Regions from separate parts of the Sus scrofa genome. Here region 2 is linked to region 1. A link is a contact called in public promoter capture Hi-C data. All regions are on one chromosome and are shown on one strand. Each heading gives the region's core, a stretch centred on a gene start, on an enhancer-like site or on the middle of the called end of the contact. The rest is flanking DNA. Distances are from core to core; before and after follow the strand shown.

Evidence for each region. Promoter capture Hi-C pulls out the DNA fragments that hold promoters and counts their contacts.
Region 2: a promoter capture Hi-C map of liver shows a contact between it and region 1, with 4 times the contacts expected there. The contact joins the promoter of LOC110255598 here to the promoter of DNAJA1 in region 1. A contact is called at or near these places in 1 of 5 promoter capture datasets (liver), 3 of 47 Hi-C or Micro-C datasets (heart right ventricle, liver and skeletal muscle) and 1 of 2 datasets of contacts at active chromatin or transcription factors (alveolar macrophages).

What each region holds. Positions count from the first base shown.
Region 1 is chr10:33,443,843-33,448,629 of Sscrofa11.1, reverse strand. It overlaps DNAJA1 (DnaJ heat shock protein family (Hsp40) member A1), which reads left to right and starts at 3,074. Exons shown (of 9, transcript NM_001244163.1): 1 at 3,074-3,206; 2 at 4,260-4,401; 3 at 4,559-4,736. The coding sequence starts at 4,270.
Region 2 is chr10:33,999,571-34,003,851 of Sscrofa11.1, reverse strand. LOC110255598 reads right to left here and starts at 2,646. Exons shown (of 3, transcript XM_021064275.1): 1 at 2,286-2,646; 2 at 1,731-2,205. The coding sequence starts at 2,646. ACO1 (cytoplasmic aconitate hydratase) reads left to right here and starts at 1,957. Exons shown (of 21, transcript XM_003357729.3): 1 at 1,957-2,096.

The DNA of each region.
Region 1 (4,787 bases), core at 1,825-4,324:
TACTTTCACAATTACCCAAAGGTATATTTAAGAATTTCTCTGCAACATTATTCATAACGCAGTGGAAATTACCAAAATGCTCACCAATAGGGGAGTGGTTAAATAAATTATAGCACCTACACACTATACGCTATGAAGTTATTAAAAACAACAAGCCAGACTTATTTATCCTGACATGGTAAGATGACAATAAATTAAGTGAAAAGGGAAAATTGCGAACAACACGTAAAAAATGATCCTATTTCTTCACCGAAAAAGATCATATTCTAAATTACTGCTAATCTTTTTGTATTTTATGTAAATAAGAATTCTTTTTAAGGGAGTTCCCTTGTAGCATACCCTCAGCATATGGAAGTTCCCCAGCCAGGGATCAAATCCAAGCTGCAGTTGTGACCTACACGACAGCTACAGCAACAACAGACTTTAACCCATTTTGCTGAGCTGTGGAGGATTGAACCCTAGCCTCCACAGTGACCTGAGCCACTGTAGTCAAATTCTTAACCCACTGTGCCACAGCAGGAATTTGTTTGTTTGTTTGTTTGCTTTTTTAGGGCTGCACCAGAGGCATATGGAGGCTCCCAGATTAGGGGTCAAATCAGAGCTACAGCTGCCAGCCTACACCACAGCCACAGCAACACAGGATCCAAGCTGTGTCTGTGACCTACACCATGGCTCAGGGCAACGCCAGGTCATTAACCCACTAAGTTAGGTCAGGGATAGAACCCCAAACCTCATGGTTTCTAGTCGGATTCGTTTCCAATGCACCACGACAGGAACTCCAGCAGGAACTTCTAATAATGTTTTTTAAGACAACTAAGCATCACCTAACTTTGCCATTGGAGTGATAAGTTATTAGTTCTAAGCTATCTTCATGTTTGTATCACACTTTCATCTTTCTAATACTTGTATGAATTTCACTTGGGTTCCTCAGGCAAAAAGAAACACTAAACATGGTAACATTTAAGAAACACTAAGCATGGTAACATTCACTGTGGAAAATCTTGGTTGATGTGATTTAATATACACCATACTGATGTTTACCTCATATGCTTAACATTGGCATTCATCCTTGAGGGCAGGACAAGAATTTAGGTGATTTTTATATTATCAAGCCCTAGTTCACTGCCTGGCAATATTAGACTTTTATTTTTTCTTTTTTTTGTGGGGGGGGGGGGTTAGTACCTGAGGCATATGGAAGTTCCCAGGCTAGGGGTTGAATTGGAGCTGCAGCTGCCAGCCTACACCACAGCCACAGCAATCTGCAATTGCCACCACAGCTCACAGCAATGCTGATCCTTAACCCATTGAGAGGTGTCCCCTGGGATGTATCCACATCCTCAAGGATACCAGCTGGGTTCTTAACCTGGTGAACCACAATGGGAACTCCAGTACTAAACTTTTAGTAACTGCTGATTAAACAAAACAAAGCCCTTTATACCTGAGGTGATATCTGAGATGGCAACACCTAAGATTGGAAATGTTAAGGGTTTGTCAGCTGGAGCACAAGCAAAAACAGGTGAAAAAGTGCATTTGGGAAAATGCAGATAGTGACAACTTAAAGAGATAAGGCTGAGGTGATAAGCTTGGGGATAACTCCAGGGTAAAGTTCAAAATCCTTAGTTGAGTAAGATACACCAACAGGTGCTCTCCAACTACCTCTGAGGCCTCACCTCCTGTCACTCCAGCTCTTAGCTCTGGCTATAGTCAAATAACTGCAATTTCCTAAAAGCATCATATTCTTTCACACCTTAACCTTAGGTTCCCTTGCACTTTGTCCTTTTCTGGGAATACTCCTCTTCTTTCAAAACTCAGCTCAACTGCCACTTTCCCAAAGGAGCTTTCTCTGTTCCATCAAGTGAACATACAAGATCTTTCCTCGCTGAACTCTATCTTCCACTTCCCTTATAGTTAGTTCACTTCTCGTCTCCCTACTAAAATGTGTACAGAGCTTATTCAACTTTACATCTTCTCCGATGCTAGATACTCCAATGTTTTGTTATTAAATAAAGAAAACAGACCACATTTGCCATTATGCCCCAGGCTCAACATCTGAAAGCCCCAAGGACTCATTTTGCAAACTACAGATTCAGACTCACAGACTGGTAGAACTTAATTGTTAGGTCCAATAATTAAAACCATCCGTGTAATAATCTATGTAGGAAAAGAATCTGATGAGGAATGGCTATATGTATAACTGATATACTGATTTCAAGTGAACTGATGACACCTGAAACATGTTTATAAGTCAACTCTAATAACATTTATTTAAAAAAAAAAAGTTTGCCACTCTTGGTGTTACTGTGCCTAGGCTAGCCAAACCAGGTGAATGCCTGGCCTGAGAGGTTCCAAGGCCCTGGGTTTGCACCAAAGTATTCCAAACGTTTCCCTGTTTAGAGCTGCCTGAGCACAACGTATTACAAGGCCCAAAGTATATATCGTGTGTACAGGGGCCAAAACTTGCACGGAGGGTTCTTCCAACTTCGCAGTTCAGTGAATTACGAGGCTTTGGACAGCGCGTTAAAAAAAGCAAGATCCAAGGCCTGAGACTGTTCAGGAGCCCACAACCGTCTTGATCAGAAGTTCATGCTCCATGGCTTCCCAGAACCTCAGGTCTAAGAAACTAAACCGGTTAGAGACGCCAAAAGCGGTGTCAAACGCGCCGGCGGAGAGCAGGTGCGGCAAGGCTTTGTTCTGAGAGATTCCTGTACCGCACACCGCCCCGGCCAGCGTCCCTGTTCCCCAGCTCTCCGAGCTCTAGCAAGCGGCGGTGGCGGCGGCTCTCCTGATTGTGAATCCTGAGTTGGCCCGGAACGGAATCGCAGCGCTACTGGGCAAATCCCTGTTCCCGCCCAAGACTTCCAGACTTTAGGGCCCGCTGGGTGGAGGAAGGGGATCCAGAAAGTTCTACGAGCTGCAGGAACCCAGTCTTGAGCCCACCCCCACAAGGCCCTTCAGCTGAGTCCCTCCCACTCCGAGCACCCCCGCGCCGTTGCCCAGGTAACCGCGGGGCGGTGGCAGCAGCCGGAGGGGGTGGGACTTCCGGCGGGTGACGCGCCGCGACTCGGCTACAAAAGACGACGGTTGCGGCGCGCCGGGCGGAACTTTCCAGAACGCTCGGTGAGAGGCGGAGGAGCGGCGGCTGCCCGAGCTGCGCACAGAAACGCGCTCCTTCCCGCTCCCCCACATCGGCCTCGGCCCGCTCACCGGTGAGTTTCTGCTTTCACGCTTCCTCTGGTCCCCAGGCCTGCGCCATTAGCGGCTCCGGGAACTGGGATGGAGCCGCGGTCAAGTGGCGGTTGGCTCCGCGTGGGCTGCGGGGCTGTCGGTTCCTGTATCCTCGATTCCCTTTCTGTAGAATTGATGGGGGTGTCCCGGCAGCCCTTGCTGGTGCGCAACGGCTGGGCCCGATACCGTTCCAGAAGCTTTCCCCTCGCCTATCTAGCCGGGGGTCTCCAAGGATCTGCCGCCTCCGGGTTTCCCTCCGCCCGCCCTCGCTGGGGGTGGGGTGGGGGTGGGGGCGATTCTGCGCGCACGCGCAGGAGGAGCCAGGGGCGAGGGGCTGCGGGAGGAGCTTGGCGGAGGCTGCGGTTTTCGCATCTCCGGTCTCCCCTCCTTCTCTTTGTTGAGGGTTGGGCTTCTCCCACCCCTTCGCTCCTGAGTCGGAGGAAGAAAGGAAGGAAGCCCAACGCTCGGCGCTAAGTGCAGGGGGAAACCTAAGAACATGTAAGCTATGCTGGCTTGTGGGGCAAGAGGGGTTCGGCGTTCAAAGCAGAGAAGCTGTAGGTCCTGTGATTGAGAAACAGTCTCAGGATTGAGGGGGAGGGGAGCTTGCTTTCTGGAGCTTCCTCCCCGCCTTGTGCCCAGACGTCTTTTCTAGGAAGTGTATGGTTTATCAGATTTACCAAAGATGATAATGACAGTGGACTGAACCTATTAGTGCGTCTTGTCTTTACTGCCCTGTCATTAATGGGGAGGGGAGACAGGAAGAATCGAGATGGAGGTTTTCAGGTGGAAAGTGGGAACAAAGTAGTATGGGAGGTTTCTTAATTATTCCCTGATAATTATTAGCTTATATTTAGTCTGTTAGAATTTAATGGCTGAATTATCAAAGGACTTGTTACCGTCTCTGTGAAATTTAGGGAAGGTGATGTTCTTATGATCAGATTTGGCAAAGAACAAATTTCTTTGCCTAAACTCTTGATTTTTACTAATTAAAACTACCAGTTGAAAGTAGTTAAAATTGAACTTTTTTATTTCAGGCTGTAGAAAATGGTGAAAGAAACCACTTACTATGATGTTTTGGGGGTCAAACCCAATGCCACCCAAGAAGAATTGAAAAAGGCTTACAGGAAACTGGCCTTGAAGTACCACCCTGATAAGAATCCAAATGAAGGAGAGAAGGCGAGTACCATACTCACACTTTAACATAACTGGGTAGTTCTTGCCAGGTGTATGGTATTTCCATTACAACATGAAATTGAGTATGTCTAATACAGTGGCTGTGCTTTGTGACAGTTGAGTTTTTTTGGTGAAATTTATCCCCTTTTTTCTCACACAGTTTAAACAGATTTCTCAAGCTTACGAAGTGCTCTCTGATGCAAAGAAAAGGGAATTATATGATAAAGGAGGAGAACAGGCAATTAAAGAAGGTGGAGCAGGTGGTGGTTTTGGCTCCCCCATGGATATCTTTGATATGTTTTTTGGAGGAGGAGGAAGGATGCAGAGAGAAAGGAGAGGTAAGAATGACTTAGTCCACATATAGCAAATTAGCCAATTTGGTTAAAGCG
Region 2 (4,281 bases), core at 1,397-3,896, 560 kb before region 1:
GGAGCATCTTTACCTGTGAGCACCTAAATTACAGGACTGCAGCAGGGACCTCTGTGCTATCAGGGAGACGCAGCCCTGAAAATAATTACAAATTCTAGACCATATGGTAACAGATCAGTGTTCCCTCCTAAGACATTTAAGATCCTCTTCTTTTCTGCAAAGAATGAATAACATATAACCTCACAATAGCCAATGTTCATATAAATAAAATTTTATTTGGTTGCATAGAATGTAAAGCACAAGCTCTGGAATTAGATCAGCCTTTGCTCAAACCCCGGCAACACCACTTACAAGTTATATGACCTGAAGCAGGTCATATAATCATTCTGAATCTCAGTTTCCTCATCTGCAAAGTGGCAACAATGTCACAAGTCTCCAAGGGCTCTTGTAAGGATTCAATGGGACATTTAATCACATTTGGTTTGTATTAGTAGCTATGTTGAGGGGATTGGTGCTTAATTGTAAAGCAGATGGCCAGGGGATCCTGGTTTCCTGCGAAGGCAGCTCAGGAATTAAGGCACTCAGTAAGAAAGAGGGCATAAAAATTAAGACTATGACTGGCATGGAAAGGGGTGGCAGTTGGATATTTGTGGGAGGCTAAGATGAGCCCAAGAACTGCCTTTCCTTGTTATGAATGTAGCTTTTTCTTTTTTTTCCTTTTTAGGGCCACACTCATTCCCAGGCTGGGGGTCGAATAGGAGCTACAGCTGCCTACACCTAGATCCAAGTGGTATATGCAACCTATACCACAGCTCAAGGCAGCAACGCCAGATCCTTAGTCCACTGAACGAGGCCAGGGATTGAACGCAAGTCCTCATGGACACTGTTTGGGTTCATGACCCAGTAAGCTACAATGGGAACTCCTCAGGTTGGAGTTTGTTCAATGAAAGTGAATGAAAGGACTTTAGAAAGTGGGTGAGAAAAAAGTCTTCTCCCATACTGGAAATAAAAGGGATATGTCCTCTTTCAAAATTAAAGATAACCTTTTATATTTAAATATAAAATTTAAGTAGGGGACAGCTATAGCCTACCGTGCAGCATGATGAAATGGGGCTTAAGAGTCAGAAATCCCTGGGGACTGAATCCCAGCTAAGGAACATTTCATGTCTGCAAAACAAGGTCATATTTCTCCCTTTATGGGGCAATTGGAAGAAATGAACTGAATAACATATGCATCACAGGGCCCTGGCAGAGTAAGTACATGGTAACTGGTAGCAGCCGGAATCAGTATTAGTTATTATTTATTCATCCTTTTATTCAGAAACTCAAGACAGAAAACTATAATCACTCTCTATATAAACTGGGCAAGAATATCTCACCTTTCATCTAGAAAGACCTAATCATCCACCTTTGCCTGAGCAGGCGCAACTCCAAGCAACATATCAAAGCCGGTGCAGACAAAAAAACCCACTCAGTGTCAACTCGGCCATGTCTCTGACTTCTGAGAAGTGAACAGCCTGCATTAGGAAGTGTTGTTACACATTAAAAAATAAATAAATAAAATAAAAAAATTAACGTTTAAACTCTGCATTCGTAATCATGGAAACTTTGAAGTCCCCGCAAGTCATTCAGCGTGCTTTGCAAGTCATTAAAGACAGGGGTGGGGGTGGGGGCAAAAGGAAAGAGAGGGGAGGTGACCGCAGGTACCAGGGCGCCAGATAATGAAGCCTCCACCGAGACGGCCAAATCATTTTAAAATGCAGCATTTCTTCCCCGCGCCTTGGGCTTACTTTCTAGCGAGCCGGGCAGTCACACTCCACTCCCCATAGAGAGCGTGTCCCAGGCCCTGGGCCCGCGGAGGAGGATCCTGGCCGGAGACAGCTTCCGGCCAGCGACCTCTAGCCACCCTCCCTCCGGCGTGCGGGGGCGAGGTCTCCCGCAGCCTACAGGCCCCGCCCCACCCCGCCCCTCGGGCCTCGGGTCCTAGTCGGGCACCGGCCACCCCACCATCGCCCCGCCCCGGCTCCGCCCCTCGGCCGGTGGCCCGAGGGCGACAGAGGGAGGCGCTCGGAGGCAGCGGCTGGAACCAAGCAGCGCACTGGAGCGCCCCGCAGCCTGGTGCCGGGCCGCCCGTCAGACCCTGCCGTGCAGTACCGGTGAGTACTACGCGGCCCGACTGACGTCCCCAGGCCAGAGCGCTGCCCGCTCCGGCCCAGGCGGGGTGGGTGCGAGCCCGCGGCACCCGGGCACCTTCCCGGCGCCCGGCTGCAGCGCACAAGGTGGCCCGGGGCGAGGATCCGGGGAAGGCCGAGGGGAGAATCGGGGACTAGTTCCTGGGGACTGACCCCTCGCCCTGTCCCCAGATTGTGCCGCGCGGAGGACAGGGAAATGGCTCCCCTCAGCCTTATTTGCCTGGACTGTTCGGGCCGCCGGAAGAATCCACGTTGAGACAGTTCGGGCTGATCTGGGAAGTCCTAACCCCAAAGAGGGTGTGCGCCTCTCACGGAGCTGCGGGTGGCCAGATAGGGAAATCCGCACTGAGGAGGGCACAGATGGGGAGTCCACACTAACTGCTGAAATGAAAATGGAGGGGGAAGAGACCCTCGTGGAAGGGGTGGGCACAGAGCCCGTCCTATTGGATTCAGAGATCCAGGAAGGAGCACAGGCAGCCTTTCCTAATTCAGCCAGCACTTTAGAATGGCCCATCCTCCCTCCCTGCCACACTTAGAACCCTCCTCAGGGGGTGGTGTGAGGAGGTAGGGTGAGGGTGTTCCCGGGTGGGGGTAGGGAGTCTGGACAGCCTCTAGGATAGCCGTTCTCAAACTTTGGGGGAAGGAGTCAAAAACCCCTTTACTTAGGACTTTGGTTTATGTGGGTTATATGTATATGTACCATACATAACTAAAACAGAAATGTTTATTTAGAAATTCAGTTAAAAATAATAATGGATGTATTATATGTTGATATATTTTCATGAAAATAACCATTCTTTTCAAAACGGAATCTTAATGGGAAGAGTGGCATTGTATTGTATTTTTGCAAATCTCTTTAATGTCAGGTGTAATAGACAGCAGCTAGATTCCTACATCTGCTTCTGCATTCAGACTGTTGCACTATTACATGTGATGTAGCCTCTGGAAAACTGCACTGTAGACTCCTGAAAATGTGAGAGCGAGGATAGCAAATAGCATCTTGGTATTATAATGAAATGGTTTTGACCACGTGGCTCTCTTGGGTCCCCAGTACCACACTTTGAGAACCACTGGTCTAAGGAAATGCTTCAGAGGCTTTAGTCACTTCACCGGGCTTTAGACCCGCTTATTTGTGATCTTTCTCTGAATGGGAACACACACCACCCCCTGTGTGGACAGTGTTAACCTCTGGTAGGTTCAGCCAAGCCTGACCTCACTCTGGAAACCGGCAGGGCTCTCAGATGCCTCTGGCTGCCTGCAGAGCTGAGCCGTGCGTGTCCAGATTGTGGCAGTCATGTGGCACACAGGACCTGTGCCTTCAGAGACCTGCCGATGGGGAGCCGGGGCCAAGTGTGGAGGAGTTTGTGCAAGTTGAGAAGTTCATTTCCAAAAGAACAGGGAGGCATGTTTTTGCCTTCCTTTCCTCCATGTTCATTTCTGTGAGTGGCTGTGTGGCCTGGAGTTTATTGGAATATGATCCCCCCAATCTTGGGGCTCCTTCACTTTGCACTTTCAGAGCTATGTCCCTGTGAGTGGCCCTTTCCTAGCCCCTGCCAGAATCCAGTGTCTGTCCTGCCTGCTGGTGTGTGGTAGGTGTGATCCCTCACTGGATCATTTCCTTGGCTTCTTGTTCACACATATATGTAGCCTTATAAATATGTGGAAGACAGGCATACCAAACTATTAACAGTAGCCAGTTCCAGGCAGTGGTATCCAGAGTCCATGGAAGGAACCTGTTACTCTTTGTAATATCACATGTCTGCCTAGCTTGCAGCATTCGTGTATTGCTTTTACCACCTGAAAACAGAGAAAACAAAAACCTAAAATCCCAACAACCTATACTTTTTAAAGGATCATTTCTCTGGTAAGAATGTTCTCATCACTTCCTCTCTCCTGATAAAACAAATGACTTGAATTGTCCCATCACATTTCTGAACGGACGTATATGATACTAGTACATATTAACTCAAAATAATATGGAGAGAAAGAGCCCTCCCAGAGCAAAACAGTTTATTGAACAGTATTGTCTGCCATAAACCCCTGCCCAAGGTTAGAAGTACCAGAAAGGAGTATTCTTTAATGGATTATGATGCAGCCCTTAAACTGATGTTATAAAATGCTGCTCCATGAAATGTCATACAACACAGTG